2 separate regions of the Danio rerio genome follow, and region 1 is linked to region 2. Evidence: chromatin contacts called from public Hi-C data. All regions are on one chromosome and are shown on one strand. The core of a region is the stretch at or near the end of the contact, and the rest is flanking DNA. Distances in the headings are between cores, read along the strand shown. Region 1 holds the start of clmpb (CXADR like membrane protein b). Region 2 overlaps clmpb (CXADR like membrane protein b).

What was found. A called contact is a pair of places that touch in the nucleus more often than the background predicts.
Region 1: a contact with region 2 is called in a Hi-C map of an unstated tissue, with 1.9 times the contacts expected there. The contact joins the promoter of clmpb here to the enhancer-like site in region 2. A contact is called at or near these places in 2 of 18 Hi-C or Micro-C datasets (caudal fin and an unstated tissue).

What each region holds. Positions count from the first base shown.
Region 1 is chr18:50,210,810-50,214,917 of GRCz12tu, forward strand. clmpb (CXADR like membrane protein b) reads right to left here and starts at 1,716. Exons shown (of 7, transcript XM_073929724.1): 1 at 1,397-1,716. The coding sequence starts at 1,427. It overlaps LOC137488344 (a long non-coding RNA gene), which reads left to right and starts at 3,517. Exons shown (of 7, transcript XR_011007371.2): 1 at 3,517-3,561.
Region 2 is chr18:50,160,877-50,164,432 of GRCz12tu, forward strand. All of the region lies in intron 1 of clmpb (CXADR like membrane protein b), which reads right to left. Among named protein-coding and RNA genes, the nearest start is that of clmpb, 50 kb to the right of the region's middle. Within about 2 kb of position 1,280, at least 28 of the 62 cell types and tissues checked have an H3K27ac peak or open chromatin away from gene starts, as enhancers often do.

The sequences.
Region 1 (4,108 bases), core at 466-2,965, 50 kb after region 2:
CCTATAGTTAGTGTGACAACGTGTCCTACTGTATCTTATCTCCTTGCACATATAAACTACAGCTTCAGTAAAAATAATAATAATAATAATAAATATTTTTTAAAGGATTAAGAATCTCCCAAAATGTATATGTTTGTATATTCTCAGCGGTCAAATGACACTTAATGAGACCATTGAGCAGACAAAAACAATGCAAAAGCTAAAATAACAGTGTGTGTTGATGTTGTCGGAGGGCTGATGCTTCTGTCACGGCTGTTAGAGCAGCGTTGACCTTCTCAACACGCCACGGAGAATGCGCGAGGAATTTTAATACACCGTATCATACATTTGGGAGCACAATAGGCAGGCAGTACTGTACACTTAGCCCACTACGCTTTCAGTCTGCATCATATAAACGCGCAGAGGACACAAAGATGGGACAAAGTTTGGCGCAGTGATTATAATAAACGATGGGTCACGCGCGCTAAACTCCAGTTACAAACGCGTGTGCGAAGCCGGAGAATCGGACAATGAACCGCGAGCAAAGGCGGTGGAGGATTTCCAATGTGACCCATGAAAGCATGCATGCTTTCACACATCGTCCCGGGCTCTGACCCCTGCACACGCGGACACGCGAGACCCCGTGCCCACCGGACTCCAGCAGCGGCTCGCGCCACCGGCTCATCTCCGGACGTTTAACATGAGGATCTATTTTTGCCATCCGATGTCACAACAAATTAAGAGATCTGGATTGGGCGCCGTGCCCTGTCTTTGTTCCGTTCTGCGCTCAGTTTATGCACAAATGTGGCTAATCGGCAAATGCGACTATTAGTGTTTGGATGATGCATAATCAGCCTCATCAAAGTCCAGCGTCTGAATACAGCCATAAATGCACACTGTAGTGTCTCTCCGCGTATCCGTATATGCTATTGTGGTCTCAGACACAATGGGTTCGTTCTTATAATGGCAATAATTTCGTATTTGTTAGCCTATGTTAAAATGCTATTTTGAGATAGAAACAGATTGTTTTTGGGTTTATTGAGACACAAAGGTGTGATGGTTCTACGAGAGTTGAAGTTCTCCCTGCAACTTAAAAAGGTGACATCAGACTTTAAAACCATCTTCATTTTCTAGAAGGGTGTAACTCTCAAAACCAAAAACATCTGGGTTTGATTTGCTCAACTGGGTGGGGGTCTAGTCATGAACTGTACTTCTGGCTGATTTCTAATGCATGTGTTCTCTTAATATTTAATTAACTTCAATTAAATCCTACTAAAGATCAAATGCTTTTGCGTAAAGTTATTTGACATGAAGATGAACAATGTGCTACAGATAACCTGGAACGCAAGGTTAGATTTCCCCAAAAAAGCAGCACACATCAAGCCACAGAGTAAAGGAATAAACTCAGCTTACTTACAGAGGAACAAGGAGCGGTATGTTGCAGACATCACGAATCCACTGGAGGTCCTTTATAATAACGACTATTGAAAGAACGCGTCCCGCTTCCTTCACAGTTCTTCGCGCGGACTAAAGTGTTCAATCACAAAAGCAGAAGTAGCTACTTGAGAAGAAAAATGGATCAGCAATCTATTATGAGACGAGCACAAGGACAGCATAGCTGGACATGCTGAAAGACGAATCCATCATCAAGGACTGGAACATCATCCCCACGTTTCCATCGGTTTCACCGTCAAATCATCAAAGTTCCCGATCTCTGTGACGGAGGACGCGCGTCTCAGGTTGCCGTTGCGCGGTGTCCTCTCTCTCTCTCTCTCTCTCTCTCTCTCTCTCTCTCTCTCTCTCTCTCTCTCTCTCTCTCTCTCTCTCTCTCAGTCTGCGGCCGATGCAGAAGAACGCACAGCGCGTGTGTGGATGCTGAAGGATGGAGACCTCTAGAGTCTGAAGCACACGCGCACTGTCTGGATGAAGAGGGAAAAGCACATGTGCTCTGATGGAAGCGGGTGGAAAAAGCCACAGCGCACGAACAGCATGTCAACAATAGTAATTCTGCATCCGCGACAAGACATAATTAATATTTTACGATATGTCATCCGTGAGAAGGCTATTTCGCTTCACAAGCTGTCTTGTCAAATGTTAAGATTTGTTTTAATTCGCATATTGATACTACTATCCCAAACAATTATAACAGACCTTGAAAATCCAAAATGACATTTTATTTATTATGAAATATCAAGTACAAGTGATATCAGATGTGGAAAAATTGGCCTTGTAAAAGTCTAAAAAACAAAAAGTAAGTAACTGTTTTGCAGGTATCTCACACTACAGTATATTCAGCTTTTCAAACAGAATAATATAGTGTTATACCACTTCCAATTTCATAATATGGTAGGTCTTTTGCAGCATTCTATTACTAATATATACAGTTGAAGTCAAAATTATTAGCCCCCCTGAATTATTAGAGCCTTTGTTTATCCCCCCCCCCCCAAATTTCTGTTTAACGACGAGAAGAATTTTTCAAGAGATTTCTATACATAATAGTTTTAATAACTCATTACTAATCACTGATTTATTTTTATCTTTTTCATGATGACAGTAAATAATATTTTACTAGATTTTTTCAAGACACTTCTATACAGCTTACAGTGACATTTAAAGGCTTAACTATGTTAATTAAGTTAGGTAAGTTAGGGTATTTAGGCACATTATTGTATAATGATGGTTTGTTCTGTAGACAATCGAAAAAAACTAGCTTAAAGAGGCTAATAAAATTTGTCCTTTAAATGGTTTTTAAAAAATTAAAAACTGCTTTTATTCTAGCCAAAATAAAACAAATAAGACTTTCTCCAGAAGAAGAAATATTATCAGACATACTGTGAAAATTTCCTTGCTCTGTCATTTAGGAAATCATCATTTAGGAAATAATTAAAAAAGGAAGAATAAAAAAAGGGGGGCTAATAATAATAATAACCGGCCACTTTATATAGGTACACCTTACTAGTACCGGGTTGGACCTCCTTTTGCATTCAGAACTGCCTTAATTCTTGGTGGAATAGTTTCAAAAAGGAAATAGGTACTGGAAGTATTTCTCTGAGATTTTGGTCCTTATTGACATGATAGCATCACGCAGTTACTGCTGATTTGCAGGCCATTTAAGTACAATGAACTCATTGTAATGTTCAAAAAACCAGTCTGAGATGACTGGCGCTTTATGACATGGCGCGTTATCCTACTGGAAGTAGCCATGAGAAGATGGGTACACTGTGGTCATAAAGGGATAGACATGGTTAGCAACAATACTCAGGTACACTGTAAACCCTAATGCTGTAACTAATTAATTGAGTTGAGTTCTATTAACTTAAATCATTAAAATTCGTTTATCTTAATTAACCTTGATGAGTATTTAGAACTTTTTCTTATTTTTGAGTTTGTAAAAATTTAATCTTTCAAGTAAGGTGAACAATTCTGCTGGGTTTAATCTATACAAAATGTCTCTTTAAAGTTTCATTAACTCAAATTCCGTCAGCCTAGTGATTTTGCGTCTGACGTCATCCAGGTTCACGTACGTGCTCATGCTTCATTCGTTTTTTTCAAGATGGCGGATCGGCCTCGCTTCACACTACAGTAAGTAAAATATTTACAAATCCAAGAAATATTAAATGTATGTTTTAATTAATATAATCACAGTAACAGTTCAATGTAATGTAGAGTTAATCAGGGTGCGTTTACATGTCGTACATTACAGAAAACATGTTTAGCCTCACTTGTTGCTAACTAACGTTAACATTACTGTTTAAAAAGTTAGAATCAGTGCAATGTTAGCGTTAGTTGTAATGTGTTAACTCTGAATTTTAACAGAGTGTGATAAAGACAAAAATATTTAAAATCGGCAGATTACATTTTTCAAAAAAATTTAAATCTTGGCGCGAGTATGCCTTTTCTCAGCCTGTGCTGAAGTTGTCATGGAGACGTGCGCTCTCACAACCGCATGTCATGGCGCTGCGCTGAACTCCATCCAGTCTGTGAATGTGGTATTATCTTCGCGATCTGTAGGCACTTCGGAAACGAAAGGCGCAAGAAACGTAACGTTAATCATAACTCAAATGATCTCCGCCTAAACACTTAACGGTATTTTCTGATGACGCGCAAAAACGTAGTCTCAAAACTTAAC
Region 2 (3,556 bases), core at 30-2,529:
TAGAATCCAGTTATCATGTTGCAAAAAACAGCTCCCAGCTTTAACTGTATCTCCCAGTGGCCAGGCGGGTATAAAACCCTAAGCATTCCCAATAATGTCCTTTTTGATTACTAGCCTTCGCTCTTCATCTTCATTTCCCTGGTTGTCTCTCCCTTCCCAACATTCCTCCGCCCTCGTTTCCTCACTCTTTCATTAGCTGTCACACAGCGTTGTTCCCCGGAGAGCTGCAGATAAAAGCTAGCGAGCGTAGCATGTTGCTGTGACCCTCCTGTAACCACGAGGACCATTATCAGTGACAAGCTTTCATCCTCACCTTGCCCGAGGCTCAAGGGTCTCATTCTCATCGTAAATATTGCACTGCTTAACCCTGCCAGAATCGGCGAAGCCACAAGGTTAACAGAGCAATGGGTTGCCATCTCTTTTCCCTCTGATCTTACCACGAGTATAACGCTGGAAGGGAGCATTGTGGCGGAAATAAGTCCCGGAGGTTTGGCCATAAATACAAGGCTTTACCTTCTGTTCAAATCAGATGCTAGGACTGATGTGACGTAAACAGCTGCTATTTATCACTAAGGGCAGGGACTTTCGCATTTATCAGGCGTGCTTAAACACTAGATGACCCCAGGAGGTTTGATTTGACCTTCCGTACAGGTTCAATATCCCCCATGACAAAGATTAGATTTTGGGTGAACGTTGTTAAGTATCATTTCATCAGCCCCTTCATCACATTCTGGCAGTCTTAGGTGCTTTATAAGAGCCGAGAGGTCTGTGACAGTAAATCTTCATTTCTGATTAATCCAGTTGCCGCACAGGGACTTGATGGGACTTGAACCAATTTAATCAAACTAGATGAGAAAGCCAGCCATCCCATTACTGCATTTAAAATAAAAAAGACACTTCTGAGAGTCCCTGATTGGGGCAGTCGTTCAGAGCAGCAGATCCACAATGCGGCAATTAGGAGTTTCGGTAGGTGAGCCTGTCTTCAAGGAATGGACATCTGAATGGGATGGAGATTTAATTGCTTTTGCTTTTAAGTCCTGATTTGTTGAAGGAGTAACCCTGATTTCGGAAGATGAAGGGATGGAAACAGAGGGACAGAGAAAGAGAGTTGGCATCTCCTGCTCAGGCAGAGAAAAAGCCTTGCTGTGCCAAGGAGAAAACACAGCGAGTCGTGCCAAACCTTCTCACATCTGGGACTGAGAGCGAGTGGGCTGTGTGCACTCATCCCCTCCCGTCAGCCATTCCTCCTCACACTATAAACATCTGGTGTCCAAACCACACACTGAAATCTGATCCCGACACTAGGACTCCAAGCCAACACCGGGCCATATGATTGGATGAGAGCAGGCCAGGGCATTGCAATGATTCACTCCCACCAATAAGACATGATGGTTCTGAGGGGCCTCGTTGGAAGGCTTGTTGTTTTTTCTCAATGATCTGGGCACGATCATATTAAAGCAATGAACCAATGAATCTCTCGGTGGAGAGATGCCATCAAAAACTCGACAGGGTAAGCCAAGCGTGCCTCATTTTACCCAGACATTCTCACATGCAAATGATCAGCAATTTACACATTCTGTAATTTCCAGAACTCTGAATCATTCTCCGCTGACAGAGACGAGCTTCAGACATTCCTTGCAGGGTGAATGGCTTCAGCGGATATTGCTATGCAATTTCTGTTCATCACTCTTCCCTTCTTCGGAAACAGCAATTGTTTAAACTGTTGATTTGTTGCAAGTGGAATTCATGGTGAAAGCAATCTAGAGACTGAACCATCTTTTGATGTCAATCACTCAGAGATCTACCATGATTAGTGTATTAAAGGGCACCTAGGTTACCCCTTTTTTCAGATTTAATATAAGTCTTTTGCTAGAATGTGTATATAAAGTTTCAGCTCAAAACACCCATCAGATTTTTCATTATACCTTTTACAAGATGCTATTTTATGATTTCCAGCAGGGGGTGGTTTTGTCGTACTGTGCCTTTAGGGCGAGTTCTGCCTGCCTAGTGTTTCTTTGTGCCTTCCCGCGTGCTTTAATCTCCTCCCTCGGCTGCGTCAGACAACAGACAGACTTAAAGGAAGAAGGTCTCACGTAGCGTTTGTGAGAAATACTACAGTAAGAACTAATCTTTAATAATCAGTATTGTGAAGTTGCATTGAGTCGCACACACACACACAGGCAGGCAGGCAGACAGACAGAGCGCGCTTAGCTTAGCACTGTTTTTGCACTCAAATGTGACAGGATACAGGCTAACCTCCAGTGCTGTGTGGATATCTGTTATGCTAGTGTACAAAATAAACCTGATTTAACTTCCACAAACCGGTATTGAAGCGTCTTTCATAATTGTTCTGATACGCGGCTGTGCTGATGAAGTAAATCGCTGTAATTAATTACACACGTGCTCTGTTTTAAAACACTTTAAACATGTGAAACTTACTTTTAATCACATTTGATGATGATTGCTGATCCTAGCGAACAGAACAGACCTTTTATTCCCGGTTGCTTTGCGTATGTCTGCCTGGTTGTGTTGTCATATACACGTGACTACCGGGACATGTTAATGCGCGCAGCTGTCAATTCGGTGGGCGGGGGGACCGCACTCCTACGTAAAGTTGCGGTCGGTCTGAAAACCGATCTAATTGGTCCACCATGTTGTTCAATTGTAAAAAAAAAAAAGGTTAATTACTTAAGCTGGTTCAGATAAAAATAGTTCTGGTCAACAATACAGCTGACCACAAAATATTAAATAGCCTAAAATAATAAATAATACATAAATAAAAAAGTTGCAATTGAAAATATATAAATAAATAGGCTAATAATATTTCTAACAGAAAAAAAAGCTGTAGGCTAATTATTACAATTTAATTTTACATTTAAATGTAGGCTAGAGAAGGTAAAAGTAGCCATACCAGAAACCTCAAATGCGTCTTGAAAACTCATTTATAACGCAGTATTCAAAAAACTATTTAAAACAATATGAAAATTATTTTGAACTAGACTAAACTTAATTTCGGCTACGTTTAACAGTTATTAAAATAACAAAATGAACAAATATATTAGCACACTTCAACCGGCCTGAAGATTAGCCTATGCAAATGACCATGTACATGCAAGTAGTAGTATGTTATACAACAAGTAGTCTAATAAAAAAAAAAAAACTCTTAAATAATTAAATAATATTTAAGTTTCCAGCAGTGATAAGAAAACTTTTTCGGTTTGGAAACGATAGTTCAACAAGCCACATACAGCCAAACGGAAAATAAATAATAAACAATTTCTGAATAAATTTAAATAAATAAATATTTAAAATTTAAAAAAAATATGCGTAGACAGTAAACAAACAAATGACTACATGATATTTTAGCATGCAGACATATTGTAGAGAAAGTAAAAAAAAATAATGTAATTGAGTAAAATGTGCATCTTGCAATTTAATTATTTTATATTTAGCCTGTTTTTGACAGAAATAAAAAAGGAATCTTACTTCGTCTGACTTTATACAAAACACAAGTCATCCCCGCCATCCTCCTAGCCACAGACAGTGCCTAGTCTAG